3 separate regions of the Arachis hypogaea genome follow, and all the other regions are linked to region 1. A link is a contact called in public Hi-C data. All regions are on one chromosome and are shown on one strand. The core of a region is the stretch at or near the end of the contact, and the rest is flanking DNA. Distances in the headings are between cores, read along the strand shown. Region 1 has its middle 14 kb from the start of LOC112695128. Region 2 holds the start of LOC112695127 (probable indole-3-pyruvate monooxygenase YUCCA5). Region 3 has its middle 5.7 kb from the start of LOC112695126.

The links. Hi-C and Micro-C count contacts between places; a contact is called where the count stands out from the background.
Region 2: a Hi-C map of leaf shows a contact between it and region 1, with 4 times the contacts expected there. The contact joins the promoter of LOC112695127 here to the enhancer-like site in region 1.
Region 3: a contact with region 1 is called in a Hi-C map of an unstated tissue, with 5 times the contacts expected there. The contact joins two enhancer-like sites. A contact is called at or near these places in 5 of 8 Hi-C or Micro-C datasets (leaf and an unstated tissue).

Annotation. Positions count from the first base shown.
Region 1 is chr6:545,120-549,015 of arahy.Tifrunner.gnm2.J5K5, forward strand. No RefSeq gene overlaps it. Among protein-coding and RNA genes, the nearest start is that of LOC112695128, 14 kb to the right of the region's middle. Within about 2 kb of position 1,487, at least 3 of the 3 cell types and tissues checked have open chromatin away from gene starts, as enhancers often do.
Region 2 is chr6:507,384-510,747 of arahy.Tifrunner.gnm2.J5K5, forward strand. LOC112695127 (probable indole-3-pyruvate monooxygenase YUCCA5) reads right to left here and starts at 1,458. Exons shown (of 3, transcript XM_025747340.3): 1 at 647-1,458; 2 at 184-558; 3 at 1-88. The coding sequence starts at 1,294.
Region 3 is chr6:488,279-491,675 of arahy.Tifrunner.gnm2.J5K5, forward strand. No RefSeq gene overlaps it. Among protein-coding and RNA genes, the nearest start is that of LOC112695126, 5.7 kb to the left of the region's middle. Within about 2 kb of position 1,708, at least 1 of the 3 cell types and tissues checked has open chromatin away from gene starts, as enhancers often do.

The DNA.
Region 1 (3,896 bases), core at 237-2,736:
ACATTTACATTTGTTTTTTACTTTTTAAGTGAAAAATAAGTAGATGTGTTAATATATACTGATTTTAAATCCAAACAATTCATATTAGTAATGTTTGTGGACATAATAGTAATTTTTCAATAATACTGTTATTAGTTATTACTATCTTTACCAACATAGGTATTTACGTAATTTTGGAGGCACATAATAGTTTTGAAGAGAACCAACTTAGGTTGGTCGAGTGGTCAACTCATTCATACGCTTAAGTAAGTGTCAGAAATAAAGTTGACAAGAAAAAAAATAGTGACAGTCATTTTCTTAATTTTTGTTGGTATTTATTTATTTGCCTTTTTGGGAAATCTTTTTCCGCGATTTTCTTAGTTTGTTATAGATTCTTGTGAAGAAGCTTCCACACACATATTAGATGGTTCAATTGGAGATTTTGCATAGTACATAAAATGAAAGCTTGTCCTCTATAAAGAACTTTATGGTTAGATGTAACGTTTTTTTTTTTTTTTTTGTATTGGAAGATGGATGTAATGTATGAATGAACAAACTAAAACATATAGTTAGCTTTTCTTTGTAGTATTTGATGCATATGCATGTAAGATTTTACGCACATTATCCATTTCGTCTAAACACTTGATAGGGGAAAATCCATATTTTTTTGGACTATACATACATACATACATACTACTTAGACAATTAATATTTTTTATGGTAAACATTATTTTGACATTAATATTTTTTTTAACAATTAATATACATTTTTTAATTTTATTAATTAAAAAAGTTAAATATGCAATTATTTAATTAATTAATAATAACTGTATTTTTATATTAATATCAAGAGTGTTTGATATATGAATATTATTATTGAAAATATTGCCAAGAAATTATATTATTTTTTAAAATTATTTTTTAATCTGGCAAGTTAAGAATTAATCTGTTACCAATGATAATTTAATTTAAAAATTTGTATACACAAGATGAATTTAAATATCTTATACTTATTTAAATGAATAAATGAACTGATTAATGATTATTCTATCCATTAAGTTGGTTGGAATTAATATAAGGTTTAATTTCTGTTGGTTGCTATAGTTTCGTCAAATTTTTAATTAAATTTTTATATTTTTTTTTTATTTGAGTCCCTACACAATTTTTTTTACTTGGGTCCCTATTTAATTAAACCAATTACTGTTAAAAAAGATCTAATTAAAAAAAAAAGATAGTGCAAAGATGAAATTAAAAAAAATATATATAAAAACCTAATTAAAAGTTTCACAAAATTATAGGAACAACAGAGTAATTAAACCTTAATATAACGTTATTATCATAAATAAAAGTGGGCCAAAGAAATGGCAGATTGCCATATACTAAAAAAATTGAAATATGGGCAAAATGTGAATACAAATGGAATTTCCACAACTAGGGAGTGCCTATATATAGGATAGTGAGAGAAATTGATTTTCATAGGGTGGAGGACCTTAACACCATTGGGAATGGACCAAAAATTGGTTTGCATTTCAGGTGAACCTTGTGGACTAGTATTATTTCTACAAATTTTGAATGGACCATAATAATGACAACAAAAGCTAGAACAAACTCTTTTATCTCTTTTCTCTTTCTCACCAAAGCTTATCCAAATCAACAATCATAATTTTTGAGGCCCAATTATCATGGACCGTGAGATCATCAACATTAATAAACTTAGTGAGATTACAGTTGTGATGCCTATAAAATGTTAGATAACTATAGGGGGGGTCCAATACCATATAGCATGGTCCCTAACTTTTTTTTATTTTTTTTTAATTGGGTGTACCTATTCTTGAGTAATGGGTATGTAATGTAACCCTTGTGTGATTGTGCTAGTCAGTGGTGGAAACTATTGGGGCCAGAGCCATGTGAATTCCGAATGGGTTTGGCGGAACAAATTACAAAAGTTTCAATCTTAAGACTTTGTGATTTTTTAATCACATTATATTTTAAATTAAATATATTTTCTTTTTTGAAGGGAAGTTCCTATCAGCAGCGGATTATATCGTAGCAATTAGCAAATAAGTTGCGACTTCATTTTCATTCAATTTTAGGTTGACTTACAAATAACACAAATCATTGTTAGGATAAACGAATTTTTGCACTTTTCTCCATGATATGATAATAAGAAAATCAAAACAACCCATGTGTTCCTAGACCACAGTTTTTCATTCCATTTTTTTTAATTTTATTCACTCAAAGTTGGGCTTTTTTGGTATGAAAAACCCAACTGGTGTACAGTTTCTTATCCAAACAATTTATAATGCAGCATGACAATGTCAAAGATTTGATTTAAGTTTGACGCTGACATCCAATTGGAATTTTGTTTGAGTGGCTAAATATGTTGTCTCTTAATATATTGTATTTAAATTTAAATTTTGATGATAACCAATTAATAGATAGAATCCTTAAATATGTCATATGTGTGTGAGTATGTAGTATCTATAAGTGTATGATGCCTAAGATTAGGAATTGTTGAATCCATCCGACACAAAAAAAAGTTTGAAGCATGCAGTAAAGAACTTCAAAAAATTGAAGCATATAATATTTACAAACTTAGAAGGCTCATTCCCAATTTATTTCATTAATTTTCTAGTAAAATATAATCTTTTACTTTATACTTGTAAATGAGGTTAACATTTTATTTGGATAGATAATGAAAAATAGGAGAAAGAAAATAAGAAAAACAATAAGTAGAAAGAAAATAAAAGTAAAAATTGATTATTTTATATGTTGTTTGGATAAAGAGAAAATAGATAGAAAGAAAATAGAAAAAAAATTCTTTTGTTTAGATAAAAAAAAAAGAAAAAGAAAAAATTATAATAAAAAATTATATTAATACTCTTAAGTCTTTTATTTTTTATTAATTAAAAGGTGAATTAGTAATTTTATCCTTATTTACACATTTTTTCTTCATTTTCATCTCATCTTCGAGGCATACTATTTTTTTTCTTGCACCCCATTTTGCTTTCTTATCCAAACATCAGAAACTCATATTTTGATGAATTTTCTTTCTTCACACTTTTTTTCTTTCATATTCTCTTTATCCAAATCATGTGTAAGAAAAAATATGTGAAAAAAGATATTAAATGATAAAAATTCACATTTTACCTAATAATTAAAAAAAATTAAGAAGATTTACTCTCTCCTTTAATTCGTAATAAACTTTTTTGAATGGCTAAATTTGCAACTTTATTGGCATTTACAAAAGATAAGTGGTGACAAGAAATTTGGTGATACACCTAAAAGATACATAAAAAGAGTAATGAAATTTGACTTTTTTGTTTTCTTTTTGCATTGTATGTCTTTTTTTTTTTAAATAATGAAATTAACAAGAACGACAAAATAATAATGGACAAAGACGACAAGAACATAAAAAATGATACAAGAGGCATTGTAACTTCTTTTTAAGACATAAGAAGAATAAATAAGGATTAATCTAATACCTGAAATCTGATATCAAATGATACGAAATAAAGATAAACAAAAAGATATGAAATTATGAATTGAAATTGAATAAAAAATATATTGAAATTGAAATTGAAATTGAAACAAAAATGACGGGTTAAAATTGAATACAAAAAGAAGCACTTCTCAAATTAACTTGCCTACACCATAGTTTGGGAATTGAATCAAATGAACACTCAATCTTCTACCTAATTCCTCAATGCAACAAGAGAGTGATTCATTCAACCTCACTTGTCCACACCATGATTTTATCACGAAATTAAAAAGTGTTTTGACACTCCTCTAATCTCTTTAGATATGACGACTAAATAGTTTTTTTATTAGATTAAAATAAAGAAAATTCTAAACCCACAAATATAGATCTCAATTAAGTAACTAAATAAACAAAATTAAAATACATCAAATTAAAC
Region 2 (3,364 bases), core at 208-2,707, 38 kb before region 1:
ACCCTACAGCATACACTCCTCCATTCCCTTTCCATCCATGTGGAAACGGCATCTTTGGGTACCCGTTCTTCGAGAACAATTCCCCTTCCTGAACAAACAAAACAAAAATTCCAAGTTTAGTTGGCTCACAAAAATAATCTGGAATCCAAAGAGTAACGAAAAAAAATATGAGTTGCTACTCACTTGAAGCCAAGAGGGGACATTGCTTCTGTATCCGGTTGCCAGCACAACGGCGTCCACGTGGAGCTTCTGGCCGTCGACGAGCTCGACTTGGCCGCCGCCGTTGAACCTTTTGATTCCCGGCACAACTTTGATGTCACCGGATCTGATTTTGTCCAAGGTTCCAATGTCCAAAACAGGGGTTTTCCCCTTTGTGTTCTTCATCTCCAGTGGCCCCATTGAAGGCCTCTTGAGACCGTACTTCTCCACGTTTCCAAGAACAAGCCATGCCAATAGCAACATGATCTTGTCCACCAGCCATAGCGGCAGCCACTTCAGCATCATAACCGCCAATTCGAACGTCGATTTCCCAAGAACCTGTCTTGGAAGTACATGAACCTGTGTCAAGAACAAAGCAAACACATCAGAATGAATACCCTTCACAAGGGAATAATAGTAATAGAATTGAAGTTAAAATTAAACTAACCGAGCTGCGAACAACCATGGACGGCGAAGCCTGGTGGTTAACAAGATCAAGAGACAGTTCCATGCCGGAATTTCCGCATCCGACAACAAGAACATTCTTTCCCCTAAAGCTTTCCCCTGACTTGTAATCACAAGCGTGGATAACTTCTCCTTGGAAGCTGGAAAGGCCGTCGATCTCCGGCACGACGCACTCGGCATTTTCGCCGGTAGCAACGACGAGCCACCTGCAGATATACTCAACCTCGGCGGTCTTAACCCTCCAGAAACCGCTGGTGTCGTCGTACCTGGCTGAGTGAACGCACTGGTTGAAGTGAGGGTTGATGTCGAAGTGGTTTACGTAGGACTCAAGGTATTGGATGAATTGCTTCTTTGAAGGGTATTCTGGGAAATCTTCAGGGAAAGGAAGTTTAGGAAGCTGGCAGAACTGTTTAGGAAGGTGAAGCTTCAACCTGTCATAGGTTCTTTTCTGCCATAACGACGCTATGCAGTCTTGTCTTTCGAGAACAACGAAGGGTACCCCTTGTTCTCTCAGGCATGCTGCAGTTGCAAGGCCAGAGGGTCCTGCCCCAACAATCACTGGTCCGTTCACCCATATACACCTCTTTGACACAAACTCCTCGTGATCTACTAGACGAAACAAGTTCTCCATTTCTCTTGCTTTCTTAATAATGTTTGTGAGTCTTCTTGGATTGGATGATGGAGAATGAAGGGCCTTCCAGCCTCTTTATATAGGGGATTTTGGACCCTATTGTGATAGATACTAATCACATAGGTCTCTGCATGTGATGGAAAGTGGCGAGTTAATGCTCTTTCAAATCATATGTCTTTCTTATTCATTTATTTTTATTATTATTTCTGCTTTCTCTCATGTCAATATTTTATTTCATCATATTCTGTGTCCTTTTTTTTATTTCAAACTATACCATGTTATGCTGTATTTCTTATTTGCGCAAACATTGCCATATCATTTTGAAAGGGGAGCACTCAAATAAAACTGATTAAAATATTGCTTAAAATTTTTTTTATAAAATATTTTTTATTAATTAAAATTTAATATTTATAATCATTAAATTGTGTTATTTTTGTTAAAATGAGATCAGATAAATTAATTTAGCCAAAAATATAATGAATTAAATCTTAAATTAATCTAAAATTAATATTTTTTATAAAAAAATAACTATAATATCTTTATTATAAAAAAAGTAATTAAAATATTACATTATATTTTTTATTAAAAAAATCAATAGCATAACAATTAATTATTTCAGGCTAACATTTTAACACTGCTGTCAAATTAATCAAGTTTTTATTTAGTTTGAATTTTAGATTTTTTAATTAAATTTTAGATGTTTTTATTTTTAAAAATTTTAGATAATCTTTTTTGTGTTAAATATTAACTATAACGTTGAATATATAATTTTATTTTTTATTATATTTTTTGTTGATTAAAATAAAAAAATATAAATTATTTTTAATTTTGATGTACTAGTAATATCAAATGTCATGTAATTACATTTGTTTTTTTATAATTATTTATGTAATTAATATAAAAAATAATTATTTTTACTAATGTGATGATATTACTGCTTATTTAAATTAAACAAAAATTACTGATATTTATCTTTAAGCATAGAAAATCTCAAATGAAATAAATGATAGTACATATGTAAGTACCGAAAAATCACAAATAAAATTAATGTGAGTACAGTATTGAGACAGATGGAATTGGGATAGACGAAATTGAAAATTAGATAATGATAGCTTGGTTCAACTCTGCACAAGGCACAGAGTAGAAGAAAGAAATCAGAAACCGAAAAAAATCACAGAAAGAAAATTCAGAGAAATTAAGAGAGAAAGACTCACAATTCACACACGTCTCTCTTGTCAATATCACGTTCCCCTTAATAGACACCAATCTTATTAATTATGTTTATTCTAATTTGAGTGCGTCATATGGTGATTTTTGTTACCACTCTCATCGTGTTCTGCGTGCTTGCTTCTTATAAGTGCAACATATTACTACTATTGTTATCGGTTTTTGAGTTAGATGACGGTGGACAGTGATAAATCTAAAGGAATTTTCATACTCGAGTAAGACATATCTTTATAATTATTATTAATATTAAAAAAATTATTAAGATTTATTATTTTTTATTAATAATTAATTATTAATATTTAAATATTAAATAAAAATATATTATTTAATTATTAAATTAAAAAAATAAATTAAAAATTAAAAATAATAATAATAAATAATAAAATTTTAATAATTTTTTAATAATAATTTTTAATAAATTTTAATATTTATGTAATTAATATAAAAGATAATTATTTTTGTTAATGTTGATATACGACTGCTTATTTAAATTAAACAAAAATTACTGGTATTTATCTTTAAGCATAGAAAGTCTCAAATGAAATAAATGGGAATACATATGTAAGTATCGAAAAATCACAGATAAAATTAATGTGAGTACAGTATTGAGACAGATGGAATTGAAAATTAGATAATGATAGCTTGGTTCAACTCTGCACGAGGCACAAAGTAGAAGAAAGAAATCAGAAACAAAAAAAATCACAAAAAGAAAATTCAAAGAGATTAAGAGAGAAAGACTCACAATTCACACCCGTCTCTCTTGTCAATATCACGTTCCCCTTTAATAGACACCAATCTTATTAGTTACGTTTATTTTAACTTGAGTGCGTCACATGGTGATTT
Region 3 (3,397 bases), core at 458-2,957, 57 kb before region 1:
TAACAAGATTAAACGCTTCCACACAATCTATCTCACAAATAAAATCTCATTAACCCACATCCCAGACTAAGAGATATCCTCTCCAAATAACAAACAATTCCCCTTAAAGAATACTATTACTCTCAATCATTCCCAAACACCCCATTTATCAACTTCTATTACAATTTCTAATAACACAAGCAAAATCAATACTATCACCCGAACCAAGATAATTAGCATCACAATTAATCTTGAAAGTACTAATGGATGAGGGATTCTAAAAATTATTTACGTTATGTTTGGTTGGAATGAAAAAAATAGAGATAAAGAAAATAGAAAGGAAAGAAAGGAAAAGAAAGAAATTGAGTGGATTTTTATTTTCTTTAGATGTGTTTGGATGGAAAAAAATAAGAAGGAAAGAAATGTTATAAAAAGACAATTTTACCCATATATTATAATATATATTAAAAAAGTGAAGGAATAGTATTGGAAATAGAAAGAAAAATGTTAGTTTTCTCTCCATTTTCTTTCTAATGTTTGAGAGAAAAAAATTGGTAGGCCCCGCCAGTTTTTTTCCATCCATTTTTTCCCTCTAATTTTCCTCCTCAACCAAACAATGGAAAATAATCATTTTCCTTCCCATTTTCTTTCCTCCCTTTTCTTTCCTTCCATTTTCCTCTCAAACAAACATAGTATTAGAGTAGAGGGAATGAACATACGTTGTAATTCAAAAATATTCCTAAACTCCTTTTCTGAAATTAATGCCAGACAAATCTTTTTTTTTTTTCGGAGGCCAAGTTTCATGAGAATTAAAGATGTCATTATTCCTTACTTGCTATATTCACCAAAGTTCCGAAAAAAACTTGAACGGATGCTCTCTGCTATGATACAAGAACCAATTCTTCAAATCCAAAGGATGACTAGAAATATCCAACATATGCCATACAAGCTGAACTTTTAGACAATCCCGAATGCAATGTAAACCGATTCCTGCCTAGAAAGATATATTGGGCACCTATCCGATGACGACATCCCTCTTCTGAAACGAAAACTTACAGTAGGAAGAGTCTCTTTAAGACACAACCAAACCAAAAACTTGTGCTTTTTCGGAGCAAGTTGGCGCCAAAGCCAAAGCCAATTCTCCCGCTCTTTCCAGCCAAACAGTTGCTTACACAATCACAAGTAACCATTGCGTGAGTCATCGACTTTGACAGGAAACTCAAACCAATACTAATCCACTTCAGAACTTGCTTGCACATCTGGATTGTAAGAGAGAATATTATTTTTAAGATTTTGAGATAAAGAACAATAAAAAGTATCCAAATGTTACTTACCAACCGACCAAATATCCTGTATACGAAAATTCGAATAAGAAATGTGAATATAATCTATTTCATTAGACAGTGTTTCTCTCCTCCAGCTAGAAAATAAAAAATCCTTCTGTATATAAGAAAAGAAAAAGAGAATTAGAAGAGAAGAATATGAGAGATAACAAAAAGAAGAGTGAGGATAGTTATTGGTTATTAATAAAAATGAATCTACACTATTAGTTAGTTACAAAATCCTACTATATATAACAATCTAATGATAGGTGGCACACTCTTAAGTGTATAGAGAGTCTAACTAACTTCCAGCTCATATAACTAACTCTCAGCACACTTAACTACTCTATACTCTATCACAAACATAACACTATCCTCGAAACTTTAATCTAAGAGTTGTAAACGATAGAATTTCGTTACTGACACCCATGACTTTTTTTTAAATCAACATTATCTTATATTCTGAAATTACACAACATATAAAGCCGTCATTTCAAAAAAGTGCTGCATCTATACACATGTTGGTACTATTTGTGAGATCCCACCATTGGTGTCATTGTCTTATATATACAGTGGTAGTAAATTAATAAACATGGTGGAATGGGCTAGCTGCTCATAATAACCAAGTCATTTATCACACTGCCATTGTCTACCCAACATCTTCATTATCATCATCACTCATCTTGCTACCTATGTCTTATTTCTAATACATTTATTATATACTTGCCTATTACTCCTAATTAACTATTTCATTTAACTCTCAAAATATTGTTACAAACATTTCCGTTATTATTTAAATAGAAAAGAAATAAGATTTTCGTGTCATTTAATTTAGATATATATTGAGCATCATTATATTAATTAGTAGTAGTAGTAGTGGTACTTTTTGGTCAGGAGTACTTATTGAATGGTACTAATACTACTAACTATAGCACAACACTTTTATGATGAGTGACGTCTCCTCATCATGTTACTCAAAATCTTGGGACATAATCTGAAAATCATGTATTAGATTTAGATTTTGCTGAATATAAATACATGTTAGCTAGATTATTGGTATATATGCCTATATATGGCGCAGCATTCTTGTAATGCATATGGATGCACATTTTTCATTTTATTTTATTTTTTACCACTTACTCGTTGAAGAAGCGCAGGACCACCTTGTTCAAGTCTGTTGTAGTCTTGTAGACATTCCCATGTGAAGAGATACAAGAGAAGCTGCAAGTACATAGTTTGAGGAAGCTAAGCAAAACAATGGGACAAATACTTGTATATATTTAATCCATAAATTACGTCACTACCTATATATTTTTACTGTTTTAGTTTTAATTTAGATATTTTTAGGGTTAAGTATGATTTTGGTCCTTAATACAGGGGTTGAAAATTTTTTTCGTCCCCAATTTTTTTTGCATATAAAATCATCTCTAAGATTTAACTTAGTTTTAAAATCGTCTTTTTCACCAAAATTTTAGTTTTTATTACTAAACTACCCCTAATTAAAAAAATTATAAAATAAAAAAAAAACAAGAAAAAGAACACGGGAAAAGGGAAAGGACAGAAAGGAAGAAAAAGAAAGGGGAAGGTCGGAGGGAAAGACGAAGAAGGGGGGAGAGTGAGGGACGAACGTACATTGAAGCCAGCAGATCCCCGCAGGTGGACGTCGCGCCCTGCTCGCCATTTCTGCTCCTCCTTCTTGCTCGGTCGTCGGTCGTCCCTGATTGTTGCCAGTCGCCGCTGCTCTTCGTCACTTGTCATTGTGCTTCGCGTCTTTACCGGTCGTCGCTGTGCTTCCGTTCTCGCCGCTGGTCCTTTCTAGGGTTCCAATTCTGCTTCTGATTTGTTGATTTTGTTAATTACATTGTTGATTCTTCTGTTAATTATACTGTTGAATTTTTTATTTGTGGATTTGTTAATTTTGTTAATTACATTATTTCTGATTATGATTCTATTATTTTTGTTGATTCTAATTTCATTCTGCTTTCATAGTTTTTTTGCTTCTGATTCTGATTTTATTATCCATTATTGTTATTGATGCTTCTGGTTGCTTCTGTTTCTGTTTCTTTCATTATCCGTTGCTTTTGTTGTTGTTGTTC